Regions from separate parts of the Mus musculus genome. Here regions 2, 3 and 4 are each linked to region 1. The links are chromatin contacts, called in public promoter capture Hi-C maps. All regions are on one chromosome and are shown on one strand. Each heading gives the region's core, a stretch centred on a gene start, on an enhancer-like site or on the middle of the called end of the contact. The rest is flanking DNA. Distances are from core to core; before and after follow the strand shown. Region 1 holds the start of Tmem53 (transmembrane protein 53). Region 2 holds the start of Mob3c (MOB kinase activator 3C). Region 3 holds the start of Ptprf (protein tyrosine phosphatase, receptor type, F). Region 4 holds the start of D4Ertd617e (DNA segment, Chr 4, ERATO Doi 617, expressed).

Region 1 (6,217 bases), core at 3,154-5,653:
TTGCTGTCATAGCTTCACGTGATGGTCTCTCTGGGCCTCCACGTAGGGACTACCCCGATACACACCTGACTTTCTTTACCCACAGAGAGAGACTCCACAAGCCCTTTCTTGTATCCTGGATTTTAAAGTCGAAATCACATTCCTGAAGCTGCCAAGTTCTGCTGCTGTCTAGGGCTAGAACACTAGTGTAGGCATAATTTTTTTGCATCCTACTTTTAATAAACATTCAACTGCTCCTCTTGCCCACCACCCACCAGAGGTAGTGGAAAAGAAAAGTTACTAGGATATGGGGGAAGTGGACCCATTTAGAAATGATTCTTTGGAGCAAATCCCATCTGTGTAGTCAGGAGATCTTCACAGTGGCAGCTCGATCCACTTGCAAACACTTCATGGATAAACCAGCAGTCCAGTTCAGTAGTGTCAGGATAGCAGCATTGATGGAGTGACCTAGCAGGAACAGCCAGGCCTGAGCTGAATCAGCATGAGGTAGCAGGAGGGATTAGGGCCATCAGGGGTACCAGGAGTTCTTGGCTGTGCCTCTCTCAATGAATCGAAGATCAGTGAAGAGACGAGACCAAGAAGTGTTCTAGAGCTAGCTCCACAAGCAGGCCCCTCTCACAGTCTCCTGAGTCCTACTTATACTCCCTCCAAACATCATGCATCCTCAACCTTATGTCTCGCCTCAGCATGTGAGTCTATCGTAGCAAAACTCCAGTCTGTGTCAGCTGACATCACTCTGCCAATCAGCCTGAGTCCATGGACGCAAGAAGCAGCCAGCACACCACCAGAAGTTTCTTGGTGCATTTCTCTCTATGGAGCCTCAACAAATGGAGTTCAACTACGCAATGTAAGGAGCGACACATGAGTGTTGTTGGCGAAGAATCCTTCATCATTCGTCCTCTCTCATGCTTTAGCAGGACGTCCTTTCACCCGTGTCTGCTTTAGTGAAACACTTGTTCAGGTGTCTGCCCCAGCAAACCACCATCCCACACAACGGACTTTCCAAAGAGCCTTAGGTTTCCGCTTCACACGGGCCCCTCGTCCATCAGCGTCCATCAGCTTTCTGGTTTTGATGGTTTCCTTCACTGCTTAACCTCCCCTGAGATTCGTTGTCACGAGTTGGAAGCTTCGCTGGGTGAAGTCTTTCCTGAAGTCGCCACTCCCTTTAGTCTGATAAGCATCCAGTTTTTCTTTAATCTTTAAAAATCTCCTTGAGCATTGGACTTAGTTAGCTCCATTACACTGCCTGGTGCTCCTTTCCTTCTCCAGTTGGACATTTTGTATTTTTCTTTTCCTTTTAAAAAAAATTTCTAATTTAAGCCGGGCGTGGTGGCTCACGCCTTTAATCCCAGCACTGAGGAGGCAGAGGCAGGCGGATTTCTGAGTTCGAGGCCAGCCTGGTCTACAAAGTGAGTTCCAGGACAGCCAGGGCTACACAGAGAAACCCTGTCTTGAAAAACCAAAAAAAAAAAAAAATTCTAATTTATTTCAAAGATTTATTAATTGATTATATGTAAGTACACTGTAGAAGTCTTCAGACACTTTTTCTTCTCGCTCCAGTCCCAATTGCTCGCTGTAGCTGTCTTCAGACACCCCAGAAGAGGGCATCAGATCTCATTATGGATGGTTGTGAGCCACCATGTGGTTGCTGGGATTTGAACTCATGACCTCTGAAAGAGCTGTCAGTGCTCTTAACCCGCTGAGCCATCTCTCCAGCCCTATTCTGTATTTTTCTTGCTCAGTTTGCTCCCTTTCATTATAGATATAGTGTGACACGAGGCTGCCTTGAAATCTCCTCAGCCAATGCCATTAATCCAAAACTCTTCAGTTTAGCCTTAGGCAATTTTTTTTTGGGGGGGGGCGGACAAGGGCAGAAAGCAGCTACATTCTCTGCCAAAACATCACAAGAATGATCTCTAGGCCACACATAATATTCTCCTCTGAAACCTCTTGAATTTGGCCAGCATGATCTTCATTGCTCTCAGCACCAGTCTTCCAAACTCCTACTAGTGTGGTCCATTAAGGGTAGCTTAAAATATTCAACTGTTTTCCTAATCCAAAGTCCCAAAGTTCACACTGCACCCATAAGCAGCACAGTCAGGTCTCACCCAGCAAGACTCTGCCTCTTGGTACCAATTTCTGTCTTAGTCAATGTTCTATTGCTGTGAGGAGACACCATAACCATGGCAACTTTTATAAAGGAAATAATTTAATTGGGGCTGGCTTGCACTTTCAGAGGTCTAGTTCATTATCAGCATGGCGGGAACATGGTGGTATACAGTGAGGCATGGTGCTGGGAGGAGCTGAGAGTTTGACATCCAGACCCCACCACACTGGGTATCTTTATCTCTCTCCACCTTTTTACTCTTTTAAAAAAATATTATTTATGGTTATGGGGATGGAGAGATGGTTCAGCAGTTAAGAGCACTGACTGCTCTTCCAGAGGTCCTGAGTTCAACTCCCAGCAACCACATGGTGGCTCACAACCATCTGTAATGGGATCTGGTGCCCTCTTCTGGTGTGTCTGAAGAGAGTGACAGCGTACTCACATACATGAAATAAATAAATCTGTAAAAAGCATCACTGTTGTTACTGTGTGGATGATGTATTTGTGAGAGAGGGTATATGTATGGCACAGGACAAGCGCCGAGGGTCAAAGGTTAATGGTGTGGAGTTGGCTTTGTCCTCCCTCCTTTCTGTGACTTCACAGAGGGAGTGCAGGTCACCAGGCTTGCTCAGCAAGCACCTTTAGTCACTGAGCCATCTCACCATCACTTGTCATTTTTTTTTTTTTTTTTGAGGGATTTTCCACTGAATCTGGATCTTGCTGATTTGGCCAAAGTGACTGGCCAGCAAGTCTCTGGGATATGCCTGATTCTGCCTCCTCGGTTCTGGGAAAGCTGTGTGCCCCCCCACACCCCCCCCGCAGCTTTTTAAAAAAAGATTTATTTATTTATCATATCTAAGCGCACTGTAGCTGTCTTCAGACACCTCAGAAGAGGGCATCAGATCTCATTACAGATGGTTGTGAGCCACCATGTGGTTGCTGGGATTTGAATTCAGGACCTTCAAAAGAGCAGTCAGTGCTCTTAACCACTGAGTAATCTCTCCAGCCCCCCCCCCCCGCCCCCGAAGCCTTTATGTGTGTCCTGGGGGTCTAAGTTGGTTCCTCACACTAGCTCAGCCATCTCCCCAGTTACTCCTCAGCAGTGTAAAGTGAGAGTCCCCACGGTTGGGGGCCATATGCTTTCACATACCCAATTCCCCTGTGATTTTATCTTTTATCTCTTTGCTGGATCTCTCTCATCTGAACAAAAGCCTGTACCTCCTAGCGGTTGCCAGCGAATGACAAAATAACTTGCCTTGCAAGTGTTCCATCCCCCCTCTTTCTTTTAAGACAAGTCTCATGTAGCATAGGCTAGCCTGGAACTTGTTATGTAGCTGAGGATGGCTTGAAGCATTTAGACTCCTGGCTGGGATTCCAGGGACATACCACTATGCTGTCACCTCCCACTCACTCTCAAGCCACTGACTCTTTTGTTCACTGGAATGGCACTTGCAAAGGTTGCTAACAACTTCTTTGTAAATCCAGTGCCATCTTTGAGGTTTTATTTACCGTATTAATCATCAGCCCTCAATACTTTCCTCCTGGTTTCTGTCTCCTACACACCATACCCACTCATTCCCATCACCCAAATAGCTTCTTTTTCTGTTTATGTATGTATGCATGTATGTGTTTATTTATTTATTTTGGACAGGGTGTCTCTGTGTAGCCCTGGCTGTCCTGGAGATAGATCAGGATGGTCTCAAACTCACAGAGTTCAACTCCTCACAGCTGGAATTAAATGCATGCGCCATTATGCCCAGCTCAGAAAATATTTACTAAATGTAAGAAAGCTGTACTCCTGTACTCGTCTAAACTACTTGGACTCACACATGAAAGGCCATGTCTTATTACCCGAAGACCCCTTTCCAGTCAGGCAACCAGTCTCAACCCACAGGTTTAGAAGGACCCGTTGGCACGCGCCGCCTAACACTGTTTTGTTCGTTTTTTCTGCCTCCAGCCTGGGAACTGCTGCTGGCGATGGAGGTAGATGTAGTTAGAGGTGCAAGTTCAAGTTTTCTACCAAGTACCAGAAGACAAAGTTCTGAGATGCCCTCTGCAGACCCGTAATACTTCATTCAACTCTCCCACCGACTCTTACCTTCACAGGAGGGTGCGGTCGCTCCGAGAGCGCTGCCCCACTGACCAATACTTGATCCAAGATCAAGAGAGTCAGCCAATTGCTGGGGCCCAAAGACAGTAGGGGCGGGGCGCGGTTGCTAGGGCCGGGCTAGTGGGTGCCGCCCGAGGCGCGAAGCGACTCCCTGGTTGCTAGGCAGGGAGGTCACAGAGTGCGGCTCGGGGATTGGACAGCGCTGGGCGTGGGCGGGGAGGGGCGTGGCCCGGCGGCGTCCCGGCCCCGCCGAGGTGAAACTGCGGGAGTTCCGGCGGGAGGCCTGTGCTGAAGACCCGCACCTTCACCATGGCCTCGGCCGAGCTGGATTACAGCATCGAGATCCCGGATCAGCCCTGCTGGAGCCAGAGTATGGAGGGGGATTGGGAAGGTGACCTAACAGCGATGCCCCGCCCACCCTGCGGCCCGCCCTCCCTCGGCCCGCCCCCTTCGGGGGTCCCGCAGGGCTGGCTAGAGCTTGCGGGGCGCTCCCAGCCCCGCCCCCCGTGCCCCGCCCCCAGTCGACTGAGGGTCTTTCTGTTCCACAACAGGTTCTCAAGGTTCTGCTTCCCTTTGTAGCTGGAGGCCCTTCAAGGTTCATTCTAATTCTTTTGTTTTGGATTCTCGCTCCTCATTTGCAAGTGTGACTAGGCCCATCCTTCATTTTTGCAGAGGTTTGGATTCCTGGGGGAGCCTCTGGTCCTCAGAAAAGCCAAGGGACTCAGCAAGCCTAGTCCTGCCCTTCTCAGCTCACCCTGGCAGTGGTTAACAGAATGGTCGGTTAGGCCGGGTGGAATTCTGTTGAAATCCTATCCCTTTAGTAATTGGATGACCTTCGGCAAACTTTCAACTTTGAATTTTAGTTTTCCTGGAGCAAAGCTGAGGAAAAATTGCTGGTTGCACAACTGAGATTATTTGTGTAAAGGACTTGGCATGAATCCTGATGGAAGTAAGCTTAGTAGTTGGCATTTAAACTTAACGTGTGTGTGTGTGTGTGTGTGTGTGTGTGTTTAACCCTCCTAAGGCCATATCATTAAAAAAAGATGTGTGGGAGGCCTCCTAAGATTAGTAGCTTGTAAAGTAGTGTAAGTTGTTGGACCAGAGAATGGAAGGTTGTCCCTTTTGGAAACTGGGGCAGAGGAGGCTTGGAGTACAGGTCGGCCAATGCTGCTCTTTGGTGTTTCCAGTCCACTGCCCCGCACTTGTCCAGCTCATCATAAAGTTTAGCTAGGGGGTGCTTCCTTCAAAAGCCTCCCCAGAGCCAGGTGGTGGTGGCGCACACCTTTAATCCCAGCACTTGGGAGACAGAAGCAGGCGGTTTTCTGAGTTCGAGGCCAGCATGGTCTACAGAGTGAGTTCCAGTACAGCCAGGACTACACAGAGAAACCCTGTCTCAAAAAACCAAAAAACCAAAACCAAAAACAAAAAAAGTCTCCCCAGGCCTCCCTTCCTATGCCCTCCTGTCCCACTGTGTGTTTCTTGCTTGGAATCTATCTAGGATGGGGCAGGGGCCTCTCATCTCCTAAAGCACGAAGGAAGGACTGCCACTATCTGTTTCTCCCTAGAGGTGGATCGTTGGGCTTATAGATGTGAAAGGACTTTTGAAGAATTTTTGACAATAGCATTAGATGAAGTCAGTTACTATTTCTGTCTTGGCAGAACCATCAGCTGCAAAGGGCTGGTTCTCCATTCTGCAAGGCCAGGAGGGTAGGGACTCTCTCTCTCCCCACGTGGGTAGAGACAGTCTTATTTATTTAGGCAGGACTGGGGGATTGAACGCAGGGCCTCATGCGTGCTAAGGCAAGTGCTTTACCACTGTGTCATACTCAGCCCGCATTAACTTTGATTGCATATTTATTTATTTGTGTGTGTGCATGCACACCGTAGTGTATGTGCACAGGTCAGAGGACAGTTGGTAGCAGTTGGTTCTCTTTTCCTTCTGGGTGGGCTGGAGCGCTAGCTCAGGTCCTGTGCTTTGTCAGTAAGTGCTTCTCCCTGCT
Region 2 (5,492 bases), core at 325-2,824, 1.4 Mb before region 1:
CCAACCCCTAACCTAAAATTCTTAAGGATCTAAGTGTGTTCTCATGTGGTTGAGAAAGCAGACCCAGAGCCAGGGAATCCAATGGAGCAGTTGTGTCTCAGTATAAAGCCTCAGGCTCCAATGTCTCCGCAGTCACTCCTTCTCGCTTTCATGTCCTCCGGGATGTCTTCGGCAGCCCAGCTGCCTGCCTTGGCCTTCTGTGGTACTTACTTTTTATGCTGTAACAAAATACTAAGGAAAAGCTTTTTGTTTTGGCTCACAGTTTGAGAGTGCAGTCCACCATGGTAGGGAAAGTATGTCAAGACAGGCTCTAAGCTGTGACAGCAAGAGTCTGGAACAGTGGTGAAGAAATGGAGGTGGATGGACACCTGTGCTCTATTGGCTCCCCCACCCTCACCCACCTTTCTGTTAGTTTAGTTCAGGATGGCAGGAGACACATTCAAGGAGAGCCAGTCCTCCTCAGTTAAACAACCCCTTGGGAATACACACTCCCAGAGAGGCGACTCCTTGGTAGTTCCGAAGCTAGTGAAGCTAACAATGAAGGTTAACCATAGCACTCACCTAGTAGAACTCTGTCTTCAACCTCCTCACCCTAGGCAGATCCTGCAGACAGGTTCCTGGGGCCAAGCCATGGTATGCATTGAGCACTGATGTGGGATAGCAGCCTGTTTCCAGGGGAGGAATCTAGGTAGAAGAGTGGGTAGTGTAGATCAAGTATGCAAAGGTTTGGAGCCAGATGGAACAGGCTGGGAGAGAAGCCATTCTAAAGAACAACAGAGACAAAGGAAGATAGGAAATGGGTAACTTTGGATGGTGTGAGAGTCTACAGAACCAGAACCAGGTGCAAGGAAGGCGAGGTCTTCTTTGAACATTCTTTGGGAATGTTTCTGTCTGGACTGACCCAGTCCACGGCTCCCATACGTGTGCTATTCATTTAAGTGTTTGGTTGTTTTGGTTTGGTTTGGTTTGGTTTTGGTTTTGGTGTTTTGTTTTGTTTTGTTTTGTTTTGTTTTGTTTTGTTTTGTTTTTAAGAGAGAGAGAGACCATCTTACCACCTAGCCCTGGCTAGCCTGGCTGGCTAGCAGCCTGGAACTCAAAGATTTGCCTGCCTCTACCTCGCTAGTGTTGAAATTAAAGACATGCGCCATCCACCAGCAGCAGCCTCCAGTGGTGGGTTTTGAGTTGCTCTGTATGGCAGTGGACTGAAGCTGAACACATTGGCTGCTAGGAACTTTTATTGAATTCAAAGACAAGTGAAGCTCAGATAACTGCAGGAGGGCTAGGAAACCATTCAAACCACAGCGGTTTTTCTTTCTGCTTCAGGCGGAAGCTAAACTTGTTCCCATTCTACAGCCTATGAATCTGAGGCTATCTCCTTAGGGAAGATCCAGGCGGTCCTTTGGGGCGGCTCCTCAGTTAGTCCTTTGCCCTCGGGGAGACAGCGAGCCCGATCGGACTTCCCACTTCCCGGAAAGGCTAAAGAGAAGAGTAAGTATCCTGGGACGGGGGAGTCCCTTTCCCCGCCCCTCCCCGCCCCGTGGCCGCGGCGTGGCTGAGCCTGGGGCGGAGCTGGCGTCTCCTCGAGCACTGGCGGCGGGACGGCGGCCGCGGCCCAGATCAGACTGGTGGGTAGACGCTGAGACCCGCACGGCGGGATCACAGGCCGGAGGACGACCGGCGCGTTGCGGTGTGGCCGCAGGGACAGAGACCCGGAGCTGTCCACTCAGGCGGAGCGGGTGAGTGAGCGCCGCGTCTCCGCGCCCCCCAGGGCCCAGTCTTGCTTCCACTTTTAGTTCTTCTTGGTCCTCGCGTGGCACCTTCTGGAAGCGACTCCGGCCCAAAAGCAGGCTGGCCACAGTCCTCAGCCCAGGGTCCGAGGCTCTCAGTGTCCGAAGTCCGGGGTGGGGGTGGCGGTAGCTGGCGGTGGTGGGGGGCGTGTCTTCAGGAGCGGAAATGTCAGGCTGGCTCCTCTGGGTCCTAGGACCTGTTTGGCCCTAACAGCTGAAGCTAAGGGGAGGTTCTTAGGAGCTCGCGGGAGGTAGGGGCGGGTCTGGCTGGACAGCGCTGCGTCTGTCGCTCCCTCTTTCTCTGAGAATCTCAAACTTAGATCTTGTCCCGCAGGGCGTGCTAGGCTAGATTCTGAGTTCAAACTGGGACCATCTTCTGGCTGATTCTAAGCCAGACTAAGGAAGGAGCAGGTGTGTCCCTGGCAGGGGACGAGGTAAGACAAACAGGCAGTGTCAGTCAGCCTGTGCTCTTCATCTAGGAAGATTAAATGCTTGGTCACGGAGTAAGCAAACCACTGACCACCTACCTAGTAATTAAAGTGGGGGGTCCACAGGGAAGAGGAAGAGAGGCTCCGTGTGAGGCTGGGAGAGGATAGTGCTAACAGACGGGATGCCCTCTTAGCTTACCTTCCGTACTCACCTCCAAGTTTACTCTTTCTAGGAAAAGTCCTGGGGCCTAAAGTTCTATACTAAGGAGGTGGGGCCTCTCTACTCCCTTCCTTCACAATTATCTATATCAGGCCAGTGGCCAGACAGCAGGAAAGGGACACTTTGTACCTTGTCATAGGCTGAGTCCCTTTTTATACCAGTCCCCTACTTCTAACTTGCTGTGCAAATTCAGGCTCCTCAAATCCTCCTCCTAGGCCTCAGTTTCGCCATCTGTTCATGTGGGACGTACCACTTGACCTCTCAGCTATCCCAACGTGTGTGTGTATGTGTGTGTGTGTGTGTGTGTGTGTGTGTGTGTGTGTGGTGCTGTGGGTATATGAAGATGGGCATGCAGAGATGGAGGCCCAGAGCTGATATCAGTTCTTTCCCCCTCACTTTTCATTTATTGAGAGGCAAGATTTACTTTCAAAACTTAATTACATTTATTTATGTGTGTCCACACACTTGCTCATGCATGCACGTATGAGCTCGGGAACACACACATTTATGTGCGCATTACAGTGCACATGTGGAGGTCAGAGACAGTTTGTGGGAGTGCTCTCCTTCCACCATGTTGGTCCCAAGAATCAAACTCAGGCAAGTTTACCCACTGAGACATCTCCCCAGCCAACTCTAAGACTCTAGAGTCTAAGCTAAAGCCTAGCCACCAACTTAAGTCCTGACGGAGAGGGGTAGGAACAAGCAGTCAGAGAAGCCACACACAAGGTTGGGATCTGGAGGAAGCTGCCAAAGAAGGGATCATTCGGTCAGATAGAAAGAGAAAACAGAAACTGACCAGCAAAAGACACACAGGCAGGACAGTGAGGACATGTTTAGGGATCAAGAAGAATCCCAGGGTGGCTGCTGGAGGCCGGTGGGTCAGGAAAGGTAGGCTGTGGAATTGAAAGGCAGAGTGAGAGAATCTGTAACAATCAATCAGTAATGGGGAGGCCAAAGGAAAGCGGAGGCCTCAGAAATGCCTTATCCCCTCCCTTTCTTCCCCAGTCCTGCCCCAGCAGTTATCAATGAAAAAGGAAACTTGCTTCAAAGTTGAGTCAGAGGCAGTCAGAGGTAAGGATAAGCTTTCTCTGCCACTGTCTCAAGCCTCATTCAGTGTGAGGCTCAGGGCTCAGACTAACCAGGGCTGGGGGCAAGCCAGAATTTAGCATGGAACTTGAGCTTAGTTTATAAGTCTGTGTTCAGGGTCCGTGTTCAGTCTGTGGCTGTTGCAGTCTTGGCCATTGCCTGGATCTGCGTCCTCCAATAGCTCATGTATATTGGTGCGCGAGATGAAATGCCTGAGATGCTCAGACACCTACCTGTAGGGTGTTCAAGGATTCGCATGGACTAAATCCATGGTGATGCAAGCAAGCTAGTTTTGAAGCAGGGACAAGATCCCAGGACTTTGGGAGACTCTGGTGGATGCTCCCTGAAGTCTGTGCTGAGTCTGGGATCCTTCTATTCTAAGAGGTAACGCAAACATGCAGAAGGACAGGTAGGGTGAGTCTGGCTGTTCTACCCCAGCCCCCAGTGCTAGGTGCATACATAGTAGGCATGCTGAAAATCCATGGAGTGTTGGGTGCAAGGGGAAGGTCAGCGGCTCATACTGTTTGGGAATTGAAGGAGGGGTTAGCTTTGAGGAAAGGAACTCTAGTGTCTGTCAGAGGAAGTAACACTGTTCTGGGCCTGCCACCCTCCTCTTCCTGCAGAGCCTGCAGCCACACTTAAGGCCACTCAGCTGGCCTTGTGAGGGCCCTTTCCTCTTTCAGTGTAAAGAAAACGGAAAAGACATTTTTGGTAGAAAAGTCCCTTCTGTTCCCTGGGAATCCCCGGTGGCCAGATGGACTTCGGGATATCCCAGAGGAACTCAAAGTCCACCCCCCTCTCAAGTACAGCGCAGCCAGGCTCTCTCACTACACAGATGGCCTATGGGGCTTCCAGAGGATACCTTGTCTGGGGCCTGCAAAACCCTCTGTCACTTCTGTAAAGCTCAACAGTAAGTCCTGTAAGCACCGGTTTGGAGCCCAGGGCACACCCTCTGCAAGATTTCAAGAAAGCAGGGAGGAAAGGAAGCAGAAAGAAAGGCTTGTGGCGCTGCTTCAGGGGTGGGGTGTGCGGCTAAAGTAGACCACAAAGGATTTGACGCTGCTGGGGATGAGAGTTTCATGGAGGTAAAGAAACTGTCCCCGGGCTGACAGCTTAGAGAAAAATGATGTGTTGGGAAGTCAAAACCCACTTTCTAAGGCCCTGACCACTACTTCCCCTGCCCCTGTCTCTGGCAGGTCATCTTCAAGTCCCTGTGCCGAGAGATCCAGCTGCACCCGCCTGGCCATGGCACTGTGTCTGAAACAGGTGTTTGCGAAGGACAAGACTTTCCGGCCCCGGAAGCGCTTCGAGCCTGGCACACAGCGCTTTGAGCTATATAAGAAGGCACAAGCTTCACTCAAGTCCGGCCTGGACCTTCGGAGTGTGGTGAGGCTGCCGCCTGGGGAGAGCATCGATGACTGGATCGCTGTGCATGTGGTGGACTTCTTCAACCGTATCAACCTCATCTATGGCACCATGGCTGAGCACTGCAGTGAGAGCAGCTGCCCAGTCATGGCTGGTGGGCCCCGCTACGAGTACCGCTGGCAGGACGAGCGTCAGTACCGAAGGCCCGCCAAGCTCTCAGCACCCCGCTATATGGCATTGCTCATGGACTGGATCGAGGGTCTCATCAATGATGAGGATGTCTTTCCTACACGTGTGGGTGAGCACTGATGACTGGAGAGGTAGCCTAGCCAGGGAAGGTCCTTCCCATATTGTGGAAGAGGAAACCGGTTGAGGCAGCATCTTGGTTATGATCAAACATTTAACAAGGACTATCTAATTCCCATTTGGGGCACCTCGTGTCTAAAACATGAGTGTTTCACTGTGAACTATCCCAGCATGTCACAAACCCCATTTTTCCACTCTCCAGAACAAGTGATATATTGTTGCGCTTGGGCTGATCTTGCTTCCAGCCTCCCCAGAGTCCCCTCTGAATCCTGGCTTCAGGGACAGGAAGGATTGGAAGCT
Region 3 (5,806 bases), core at 2,394-4,893, 1.0 Mb after region 1:
AGCTGTTAATAATGTGGGCTCCTGGCCACTACTGACAGCTGTCTTGCTTGAGAGAAGTCACTCCTAGCCCTCATGAACTCCGGATGTCCTTCTTTGGCTTAGACATTATCTTCAGACCAAATCCTGTTGTAGGAGCTGCACCTTCACCAAAACTCAAGTGCTTCAAAGACAACCCACGGGGCCTGAGCTCAACATCCACCTGGCCTTTGCCTTTCCTCCCCAGGCCCTACTTCAGGGACTTCAGCAAAGCCTGGGCTCCTCCCTCCCTCCACATCCCACCCACCACCCTGTCCTGTCAAATGTGCTTTCTCCATGGCCTGCTGCTCCTCCCTGTCAAACTAGCTTTCTCTCACCTGACTTTCTGCAGGCGCCATCCTTCTTTCTCACTTGGAATACCATCTCCACCCAGAACTTTCCATAGCCCAGAACCATCTTCTAGGAAAGAAATCGGCTGTAGCATGACCCACGGTCTCCACCCAAGCCTTAAGTTCCTAGCCTCTCCCCTCTGGGGTTTCAGAAGTCTTGTACAAGTACCTCACAGAACATCCAAGGTTCCGTGAGCTGCTATGTCTCCGAACACACCACAAAAGATAACATCTCTCCATCTTTACTCATACCATCTAAACTTTTTAATTAACTAATTAATTAATTGTGCAGTGCCGGGAACTGAATCCAGGGCCTCCAGCCTGCAAGGTAAGGCCTGCCACTGCATTATTTTCAATGCTGCTGATATTAATTCCCTTCCCTCCATCCAAAGCATCCTTTCTCTTTTTCAGCTGGCAAACTCCTACTGATCTGTCAAAGCCCACTTCAGAGAGCCCATCCGTAGTCTCTGAGACTCGTCTCACACTGAACCTGCAACTCTGCCCTGTCACACAGGAACTGCTCCAATCCTCTCGCTTGGGCTTGGAGTGACAGTTGATTTTGTCACCCACCTCAGCAGCTGCTAAGAGAGGCTTCCCTTTCTACACAGCTGCTAGTCCCACAGGAAGCAAGACTGCCAGGCCCAAAGTGCCTAGGCCTGTGCCTGGCACACAGACAGCAATCAATAACAGGTTACTGACTCTCTTTTCCTTCCCCACGAAGTGCCTGCTCACTCCCACAGCTGCACAGTTCTCTCGGCTTCTCATAGCAGCCCTGAGGCCCACCCTAGTCTCGATTATCTTTCTACAGGGGACTGAACCTAAGACCCGCAAAGAGATCTTGCCCTGTCACGCTGGAGCGCAGAGGTTGTTCAGGCTGGGGGCTACCTCCTCCCACTGAGGTCCTCAAACTGACTCTAGTACAGGTGACTGGGAAGAAGTATAGAGACAGCACAAAGCACCGGGAACAGTATCTTGCTACACATCAATACAACTCACAAGGCAAGGTTTCCAGCCAGCCTAGCCTTGCTGCAGTTCACCTCACCCCACCCCCAGCAAACTGCTTCTCTGGCACCCAGAACTAAAGTCCTCTTCCCATAGCCCTAAACACATGGGCCTGGACAGAGGGAAGGGGATGCGGCTGCGAGAAGAGAAGGATCCTATTAAAACTGTCCCCATTAGAGGAAGGGAAGAGGACCATGGTGACTCAAGGGAAACAAAACCATGAAGGAACTGTATTAGAAAGTGCAAGAAAGCATGTGTGCAGCAAGGCCTGAGGCTGAGTGTGCAGGGCGCACGCACAGACAGGTGTGCCCTGTGTGCAAGCACAGCGGGTTTCTGCAGGAGGGCTCCTCCTTCCAGGGACTGTGAAGTGCACTGGCAGAATGGAGGGTGAGCTGAGACCCAGAAGGCAGGTGGGAAGGTGGGGCCTATGGGGTATGTGGCCTGAGCCCTAGCTGAGAGTGAAGGCTTGTTCTTAAAGAGTCGTTGGAGCCCTAGGCATATCCACATAATCTGTAAAAACAGGGATTTTCACGCTCCCTGAAGCAAGAGTTAAAACGGAGCCAAAACAGAATACCCCCCCCCTGCCCGGCCCCCGATTTCCTGTCAGACCTCTCCCCTGGATCCTATCAGGTTCCTGGTACCTCCCAGAGGATCCCAGACTGGGCCCTTCATCCAGGAACTACCACTGACTGTCCTTCCTTCCCCAGGCCTACCAACCAGAAAATACTTCCCCGTATTCCCAGGCCAGAGCCAGCACCGGGTCACTCAGGATGCCACCCTGGGCCCTTCAGCAGCACAAGTGGAGTCTTCCTCAACAACAGCCCTTGGTTATCCAGCATCCCCAGGCCGGCCCTGGCTGCTCTCAGGGTGGTCCTCCCTCCCATTCCACAGCTACTGGCAGGTAGAGCTCCCACCCCACCTGCTCCAACTCAGGGGCCCTGCAGAGGGAGGGGGAGAAATGGGGAGAAGGGCTAGCCCCTCCCCCTCCCGGGGTAAGAAGAACCAGAGGGGCCGCATTCCGGAGACGTGGGGGAGGGGGCCTGACAGAGGGGGATTCAGAGACACCAAGCAGAGAGACACCTAAGGAGGGAGCTACAGAGACATGGAGGCACAGAGGCCCGGGGAGAGGGAACAGGGAGACCCGGGGAGAAGGAACACGGAGACTCGGGGAGAGGGAACATGGAAACCTGGGAGAGGGAACAGGGAGACCTGAAGAAAGGGAACACGGAGACCTGGGGAAAGAGGACAGGAAGACCAGGGAGAAAGAACCCGATACTCGGGGAGAGAAACAGAGACTGGAAAGGGAGAGAAACCCACGGCTGGACAAGCTGAGACCGCAGGGAGGAAGATCGGGAGGCAGTGAGCGACACAGGGAGCCGGAGACACCTAGGGAAACCGAGAAAGGCGCCGAGACGAAAACCCGGGCGCAGAGACTGGGGACCAGGCACACCCGAACGGGACGGGACGGGGCGGGACGCCGGGAGGCGACTGAGTGAACTTTCGGAGCGGGTCCGAGCGCACCCGTCCTCCCGGGACGAGCCGCTCTGGGGCCTCGAGGGCGCCGCTCGAGGTGGGGGTTGGGACCGCCCGGCCGGCCCCTCCCCGGGCCGCGCTCCGTACGGAGACCAGGGAAGGGGGGCTCGCAACTCACGCCCCGCTCGTCCCGGGGCCGCACGTGCGCCCGGTTGCCCGCGAGACCCGGCGTCGGCTGCGGCTCTTCCGCCGGCGGGGAGGGGGCGCCGTGGGACGGGGGAGGCGGCCTGGACCCGCCCGGGGCCGGCGGGGGAGGCTGAAGGCCGCCCCCGGAGCGCGACCGCGGCGGATGGGGAACCGGGCGCCCACCGGCGCGGGGAAACTTTGCACGGGGGGTGCGGGCTGCGGCTCAGGTGCGGCGGGGGCTCGGACGAGATCGCGGGCGCGGCAGGTGGGGGCGCGGCCCGGCCTCCGGGCGCCCCCGGGCCCGCCCCCGGCTCAGCTCCACGGACGCGGGGGCAGGGTGGGGATGGCGCGGAAGGGCCGCGCATCGAGGGGCCCGAAGGGGGCTCGGGGGGTCACTCACCGCCTCTCCGGGGGCCGTCGGTCTGCATGTCCCCCCTCGAGCCGCTGAGGCCGCCGTTCTCAGTCCGCCGCTGCCGCCGCCGTCGCCCGCTCCCGCCACCGCCACCTCCACCGCCGCCCGAGCAGGAGCCGGAGCCGGAGCCGGAGCTGGAGCCGGAGCCGCCGCCTCTGCCGCCGCCGCCGCCACCGCTCCCGCGCCAGCTCCAGCCGCGCGCGCCCGCCCGCCCGCGCCCGCGTCCCTGCCCCTGCCGTGCGCGTCCCCGGCGCCGCCCCTCCCCTCGTGCACTCTCGCTTGTAGAGGAGTGGAGCTGTAGGCCCAACGAGGCTGCAGACCAACCCCAAGTCTAAACCGCCTGGAACATCAAAATTGAGCTTAAACCTCAGGAACGAGCGTGGATAGAACCAAACTTAGACACAAAAGTCCAGACCCTCCCAAATCCTCACATGTACGTAATACTTCTCTAGGGTCCCCTGCCGCCAATCCAACCCAGAACCACCTTTAAACCTAATGTTGAGTCCAGACCCTAAAATTTGCCTAGCAATCAGAAAAAGTAGTAATTTTTTTTTTAACTGAACGCCTATAGTGTATGGACTCCAATTACAGATTCGAACACTAAATGGCTTCATTTCTTCTACCTGGCCTAAGTTTGATATTGATAGCAGCCCCAACCCTTGGTCTGAATGGAGTCCGGTATAGATATTGAGACCCTTATACAGAAGAAAATACTATGCTAAGGCAGCTGCCTCACACCGGAGCCCAGTGCTTTCATGTGTTCTAGTCTCTGCTTTATTTCTATCCCAGACAAGAACATTTCCCTGCTGGGATTCTTGATTTTTAAAGAAGATTTTTATTTATATATGTATTTGTGTGTGTACGCCAGTGTGTGTGTGTGCTTGTATATGCATATTCACCGTGTGGTGTTACAGGAGGGTGTGAGGAACCCAGTGTGGGTGCCGGGAACCAGACCCAAGTCCTCTGCTCTTGATTGCTGAACACTCCAACGCTGAAACTCTCAATTCCAATAGAAAAATTGGAACTGGGTCACCAGAGGAGTTGGGGAACACACCCTAATACAGACACTGATCTCAATACCTCTCCCATCTTGGTGATCTTTTAGTATAATAATCTGATCCAACTCTAATAATTGTGCAACCTGAGATGGGACTGGCTTTACAGAAACTCCACACGGACCTTTATCTCTACACCGCTCTTCCCCTGTGCTCTGATCTGAGGTCAACCCCACCCAGAGGCTAACCAATATCCCAACATCTACACTAATTCTAGCAGATATGAATGATCCCCGGTCTCAAGATCTGTTCAGTATACGCCTTAGCATTGAATTCCAGACTCCTTGTCCACAGCCACACCACCCTGAAACCATCCACTTGCATTTGAACTTCACTGACCTCATGTCAAATTCAAATGCACGTGCCACCGTGTCCAGTGTGTGCAGTGCTAGGGACTAAACCAATAACCTGCTTGAAGATTTATATTCCAAGCTGTGATTATAGGGACTTGGTGATCTCCAAACAAGAGCCAGCCTTGGCATCAAAGCCTTCAGGCTCCTCACGTGAAACTATCACTTAGAAAGTCATCAAGGTCACGCCAGCCATTTTCTGTTCCCAATCCCACACCACGAGGCTTCACCATTAAGACAAGAGGTGAGACCCTTCTGGCCTCTACAGCCTGGATCAGGTGAGATCCTTTGTGAAGGCTCTGGTCTCTGCATAGCATCTCTCCGATTTTTCTGAGAATTTAAAATCAGATGAGAAATAAAAACAAGATCTGGGGACTATTGAGGCTCCTGGGTTCTCAATGGTTACCTGCTAGGTTTAGGGATCTGGGTTGAGGATCAAGTTCAGGGGAACACCTAAATCACAGGGCAGCTTTTGTCTTGGAGCTGCATTCACAAGCAGTACGCGTGCGCCCCCTGGTGTACGATAAGGCAATAGGCCTGGCTTCCGAGAATCTGGGCACTTCGGCCCAGATGACAAATAGATCAAAATGAATACTCCTAAGGCAGTGGTTTTTCACCCACGGGTAATTTTGTTGTGCTGTGGGAGAGCTGCTGCAATTTTTTTTTATCCATCTTTAAATATATTTTGTCTGTTTTTCAGAACTCTGACTGTTTAGTTCCCCAGTTTAAAAACATATAATTTTCGACCTCCTTTTCGCTGACTTCTGGAAACAGCTCTTTCCCCTGGCTTTACCGGCCTAGCCTGCCCTCCATGACCACGGGTTCTCCAATTACTTGGCCGCGTCGTCTCTTCATTTCCACGGCTCAATACTAGGTCTTTCCTTCTCCTGCCTCTTTCCACCCCTTGGCCCCCGTGTGAGCTCCAGCTCCTTGGACTAAGCCCCTTCTCTATGCTATGTCTCA
Region 4 (5,806 bases), core at 3,003-5,502, 1.4 Mb after region 1:
TATTTTGCAGAAATGGCCAAGTCTGATCAGCAGATGCAAAAGGTAGGTTTTTCTTCTGGAAAGCCAAGGTTTCATTTGTTCAGCTGGGTCATTCCTGTAGTCTTCAAAAAAAAAAAAAGATGTGTGGTGTTTGTAGCCAGTATTTCAACAGTCTCTGCTTCAGAGCCATGCCAGTCGCCTAGGCAAATTAGAGAGAGACGGTCTGGAGAAGTATGGGCCCTACGAAAAGAAGCTTGCGTATTTCTTCCCTGTCAGAGTGAGTGGAGTGGACAGACACAACAGTCTTAGAGTTCTGGCCCAGCAATGCCAAGGAGATTACTGTTGCTTCTAGATGGGGTTTTCCTCTCTGGCCCTTTAGCTTTTTAGAAATGGAAGACTTGACGGATAACTCAGATGTGGTGTGACTTAGAGTTGGGGGTTTGCGTATTTCTTCCCTGTCAGAGTGAGTGGAGTGGACAGACACAACAGTCTTAGAGTTCTGGCCCAGCAATGCCAAGGAGATTACTGTTGCTTCTAGATGGGGTTTTCCTCTCTGGCCCTTTAGCTTTTTAGAAATGGAAGACTTGACGGATAACTCAGATGTGGTGTGACTTAGAGTTGGGGGATTTGATCTTCACTTAACTTTGGGAGGAAAAAAACCTTGACGTCACATCCAGGATGTATTTAAAATTGTTCCTTTGGTCTCAGTCTTTGGCCTAGAGAATTACAGGTGGTACCTCAAGAGGCCAATCCTGAGACAAGCACAGATCCATCTACATCTGACAGTCACACACATAACTACTTAGCACTTTCAGTACAATGTGTGTGTGAGTGTGTGTGTGTGTGTGATGGAAGAGGTGAGGTACGAGTGTGCAGGAACTATTACAGATGTGGGCCATTAGAATGCTGCAGTTTTGCCTTAATCTGTGGAGAAACAGCAGGTCCTGTATGATAAGTAGGCAGCTTTGTGCCTTAGAGAGTCAGGGTCGTGTTTAAGCTCCTTCAGCCCATGGACACTTTTGGTGCCAGGCTCAGCTTTGGGACCGTATTGTTTTAATTTGGAAATCTAGGACAGTAAATGAGTTCCACAGCGTTCAGAGCTAGTCAGACACTGGCGCTCCATTCTAGTGTGCTCCAAATAGTGCCTAACAACTCTCTGCGTTTTAGATTCGACAGAAGCTGCAGACTAAACAGGCCGCCATGGAGAAATCTGAAAAGGCCAAGCAACTTCGAGCGCTTAGGAAATATGGAAAGAAGGTGAGAAAGAAAGAGCACCTGCGTGGGCCGGGCAGGGCCGGGTGCGCCAGGGCAGACTGTGCTGGGGTTCCTGGTAAAGTGTCTGCTGGTGTCCCTGAGCACAGGTTCACTCGCCACCGTGGCACACCTGGGTGTATCCAGCATAGTGTGGTAGCAGTGGCTGAGCTGCAGTCTCTAGAGTGATGGTTTGGGATGCAGGGCTGACTTTGTGTCTGTCTCACAGGTGCAAACTGAGGTCCTGCAGAAGAGGCAGCGGGAGAAAGCACACATGATGAATGCCATCAAGAAATACCAGAAAGGTCAGTGTGGCTGTCTGCTAAGAGTGTAGGGAGCCTGGGTCTCAGTACCTTAGAACCGAGGGAGCTCTCTAGTGCTTCCAGTTACCTTGGTTTGAATCTACTGGGCTTATGCTTGGAAAATAGTGCGGGAACAAGACATGCTTCTTTTTTTTTGTCGTTTTTTTTTTTGTTTTGTTTTGTGTTTGTTTGTTTGTTTGTTTGTTTTGTTTTTCTGAGACAGGGTTTCTCTGTGTAGTCCTGGCTGTTCTGGAACTCACTCTGTAGACCAGGCTGGCCTCGAACTCAGAAATCCGCCTGCCTCTGCCTCCCAAGTGCTGGGATTAAAGGCGTGCACCATCACTGCCCGGCACAAGATGTGCTTCTTAAGATGCAGTTAGGGAATAGCAGCCATGTCCTGTATGCTCCTAGACATACAGTGGTGCTGATGTGAATGCTCTTCCCTGCACAGGCTTCTCTGATAAGCTGGATTTCCTGGAGGGTGACCAGAAGCCTGTGGAACGCAGTGCAAAGGCAGGAGGTAAAGGCCAGCAGATGAGTAAAGGGTAAGTAAGGGTCTCGGTTTGGATTTGTCTTCTGATGCGCCAGTCTTGTGATGGCCAACAGTCAGTCCGGCGAGGGAACTTCCCAGAGCAGGCCTCTAGTATCGGCTACTGCTGCTCAAGGGTCAGAGACTTTGATACTGTGGGGTTGGGTCCCTGGCTATAGCAGTGTTTGAAGGTGGAAATTGGTACTTGGATCATTTGAGGTGAGTGTCAAATGACTGTTCTACTCCATGACCCCCAGAGTGATGGTGGGGAGTCAGCCAGAGAAGTCAGAGGTAGTTCCAGCCACCACTCGGATGGAGGCTTTGAGCACCTCCCTTGTGACTGCTTCATTCACTGTGAGGCAGTGCTCTGTGCCTCAGTGCCGTGGAGACAGATGGAGCTGGCAGCTCACCGCTCCTCTTTTCAGAACTCTCTCTGCATAGGTGGACACAGACCTAAGGGAGGCACACTTAAAGCCCTGGCACAGTCTGGGGATGGCATTGTGGTGAGCCATCCCACCTGAGCCTAGCGTGAAGGACATGGACATCTGGGCAGGGAAGTGGGAGAGAAGCCTTTAGAGAAGGAAGACCTTGGATGAGCAGAGACACAGAGGTGTGAGGCCAGGACTTAGAGAACCTTCATCCTGTTGGCATTAGGGAGACAACAGTGGTTTGACTCAGTTATGGGCAGGTCATGTTCCGGTTTTGAGAAGGTAACAGAGTTGTATGTGTAAAGAAAAGGTAGGTAGGGAAGTGGAGGTCTAGTCTGTCTCCACTTGCACAGCAGCCCCGGTGAGCAAGGGTGATGCATCACAAGTGCCATGCGCTGGAAAACCAGGTGAGGGTGATTACGATGCAACGCGCAGGGCATGCGAGGCCTGTGCTGGGCCAATGGCAGGAGGCACCAATTACAAGTTGGCATTTCTAAGGAACTGGAGCCAGTCTAAGAGGGGAGGTGACATGGTTTGGCTAGACAGAATTTGAGAAGTTTCTGAAACTTGTTACATTTGAATGCTAACTGTGGTTTTGTCCATGAGAGGAATAGAGACACTTAGGGCTAAACTAGCTGATTGCATTACAATGGATGCCAGTGGAAGCAGGGAGCTGGTGGTGTTTATAGATCCTTTCTTCCTTTTCTTTGTTTGTTTTCCTTCTCATATGTCGTGAACAGATGAGTTTGCCTGGGTGGTTTGTAGAGTAAAAATATAAGCCAAGGAGAGCCTTAAGGACTGCAGAGATGAACCTGTGGCTGTCACCCAGCTATAAGGCTCATGGGGTTTACAGTGTACTGTCTGTGGGGCCACCTTTTTCAGGCCTAATGCCAAACGAAGATACAAAAATCAGAAGTTTGGTTTTGGTGGAAAGAAGAAAGGCTCCAAATGGAACACGAAAGAGAGCTACGACGATGTCTCCAGCTTCCGAGCCAAGGTGGCTCACGGCAAGGGCTCCAGGAGGCCTGGGAAGAAAGGGGCAAATGTAAGTGAGGGGTCCAAGTTGGGGCCTGATTAGTATCTTCTCAACCCCCTTTCTACTCCCCTTGACTCCTCACCCTGGCACAGAAGGCCAAGTGCTGTGTGTGACAACATATGGTTTTTGTTTTGTTTGTGCAGAAGAGACCCGGAAAACGAGCAAGACAGAAACTGAAGAGTAAAGCCCGCTGAGTAGCATCATCTTCTATAAAGAACCCAGGAGAAGGGGGGTGTACAGCACACTCAGTGTTTGTCCTGCTTTTTGTAGAAAATTATTTTAATAAATTAAACTTATGGAAGAAAGATACTCTTGGGTTAAAACCAGATACTTTTTAAAAGATGGAGAAGTTTGCACATTAAAGAGTATTGCTGCTGTTGGGCTGTTGTGGTGCACACCTGTAATCCCAGCACTTGGGAGGCAGAGGCAGGAGATCTCTGTTGAGTTCAAGGCCAGCTTGGTCTACAGAGGGAGTTTGGGACAGCCAGGGCCACAGAGAGATGCCCTTTCTTGGAAAAAACAAACCCAAAATCCAAACCAAAAGAATCTTAGTGTTTGTTGGCCATGCCTCTCTTTTGGTAGCTGCAGGGCGGGCCTCCACCTTACCGTTTCTTCGTCTCCCAGATGCCCTTTTACATTAGTCCCCCGGGAGGACTGGCTGTGGCAGGTTCCTGTGAGAGCCCGGGTCTGCCATAAACTGTTACATGGTCTCTGTTTTAGGCCATCTAGATTGGTCCCTTACTTCCTGTGCCTGGTATTTTCCTTTCTTATTTTATGCCTTTTGTTGTGTTCCATTTTTAAGATCTTTTAAAGAAAGGAAACAGGAAAAATTTCCACCTCCTATTCTGAAAGCGACTTTAATTTGACTGGTATGAATTGTGGCTTAAGATGCGAGGGCTACAGGCAGGGTCCTGCTGCCTCCCTTGGCCATGAGGACCGTGGGGCTTCTCATTCCCGTCCTTCCCTCCTAAGCTTTTCTGACAGTGGAAGCCTATGTATGGTGCTCTGCTTTCTGGGCTGGTATTTATTCTTTGATTAGGCTATTTAGAAAGATTCAGGTTTTAAAAAATATATTGTTTTTCAAGACAGGGTTTCTTGGTTTAGCCCTGGCTGTCCTGGAACTCACTTTGTAGACCGGGTGTCCTCAAACACAACAGACATTGCCTGCCCCTGCCTCTGCCTCCGGAGTGTTGGGATTAAAGCTGTGTGCCACTTTATGTGACAGATTCAGGCTTTTATCTGCCTAGTAACCCCTCTCTGCCATTTTATCATCTCAGGAACTTGTGCTTTCCCACAGTTACAGTGTCCTGATGTTTCCTGGATGGGAATGGTAAGTTTTGAGAATATTTTCTTCTGTTCCCTTCATCCTGTTTGAACTGTTTTCTTCCTTGGACATTTGGCTCCAAATTACATTTTGTTTTGAGACATTCTCAAACTGTAGCCCAAGCTGGCCTCAAACTGCTCCCCCTCCCTCTGCCTCCTAGTGCTGGGATTGTAGGCTTGCTGGCATCCCCATTCAGATGCAGCACTTTAGTGTTAATGGCTATAGTGTATATGTGTACAGTGTTGATGGTGATCAGTCAAGGTAATGGGCGTTTGTATCTCGTTCTCACTGCCGGTGCCCAGAGCTTCCTGCTTCTAAAAGGGCAGATGGCTGTGTATTAGGCAGACCTGCCTCTGTGCTGTAGACACTCAGTTTTTATGGCTCTCTCTACCCTGTCTCCCTTTCTCACGTTAAACACTGCCCACTTCACAATTAAGGTATAACCCTATATTCTATATCCTTAAGCAGTCCCTCATTTGGGATTTATTCTGCTGGGGTTTTGTAGTAATATACCTGTGATGGTTTGCATATTCTTGGCCCTGGGAGTGGCACTATTAGGTGTGGCCTTGTTGGAGGAAGTGTGTCACTGGGGGTGGGCAATGAGACCCTCCTCCTAACCAGATGGGAGCCAGTCTTCTAGCAGCCTTCAGATGAAGATGTAGAACTCTCAGCGGTGCAATGCTTGCCTGGACTCTCATGCTCCACCTTGATGATAAAGGACTGAATCTCTGAACCTGTCATCCAGCCCCAATGAAATAAATGTTGTGCTTATAAGAGGTTGGTCATGATGTCTGTTCACAGCAATGCAAACCCTAAAACACTACTTTGTTGCTCTATCAAAATACCTGAGTTGAAGTACTTCATAAAGAAGGGTTATTTACCTCAGCTTTGGTCAGTTTAGGTCCAGAATGGTAGTGCCTTCAGACGAGAGCAGCGGTGGCATGATGATGGTAGGTC

The links. Promoter capture Hi-C pulls out the DNA fragments that hold promoters and counts their contacts.
Region 2: a contact with region 1 is called in a promoter capture Hi-C map of liver, with 2.8 times the contacts expected there. The contact joins the promoter of Mob3c here to the promoter of Tmem53 in region 1. A contact is called at or near these places in 2 of 39 promoter capture datasets (liver and pre-B cells).
Region 3: a contact with region 1 is called in a promoter capture Hi-C map of liver, with 2.1 times the contacts expected there. The contact joins the promoter of Ptprf here to the promoter of Tmem53 in region 1. A contact is called at or near these places in 2 of 39 promoter capture datasets (liver and pre-B cells).
Region 4: a promoter capture Hi-C map of pre-B cells shows a contact between it and region 1, with 4 times the contacts expected there. The contact joins the promoter of D4Ertd617e here to the promoter of Tmem53 in region 1. A contact is called at or near these places in 2 of 39 promoter capture datasets (hippocampal neurons and pre-B cells).

Annotation. Positions count from the first base shown.
Region 1 is chr4:117,247,548-117,253,764 of GRCm38.p6, forward strand. It overlaps Tmem53 (transmembrane protein 53), which reads left to right and starts at 4,404. Exons shown (of 3, transcript NM_026837.3): 1 at 4,404-4,587. The coding sequence starts at 4,527. It overlaps Armh1 (armadillo-like helical domain containing 1), which reads right to left and starts at 4,370. Exons shown (of 13, transcript NM_001145637.1): 1 at 4,206-4,370.
Region 2 is chr4:115,826,506-115,831,997 of GRCm38.p6, forward strand. It overlaps Mob3c (MOB kinase activator 3C), which reads left to right and starts at 1,575. Exons shown (of 4, transcript NM_175308.5): 1 at 1,575-1,736; 2 at 4,718-5,184. The coding sequence starts at 4,767.
Region 3 is chr4:118,287,754-118,293,559 of GRCm38.p6, forward strand. Ptprf (protein tyrosine phosphatase, receptor type, F) reads right to left here and starts at 3,644. Exons shown (of 33, transcript NM_011213.2): 1 at 3,427-3,644.
Region 4 is chr4:118,622,152-118,627,957 of GRCm38.p6, forward strand. D4Ertd617e (DNA segment, Chr 4, ERATO Doi 617, expressed) reads left to right here and starts at 4,253. Exons shown (of 3, transcript NR_029469.1): 1 at 4,253-4,855. Ebna1bp2 (EBNA1 binding protein 2) reads left to right here. Exons shown (of 9, transcript NM_026932.4): 4 at 1-42; 5 at 1,147-1,236; 6 at 1,460-1,535; 7 at 1,984-2,077; 8 at 3,372-3,534; 9 at 3,669-5,625. The coding sequence ends at 3,719.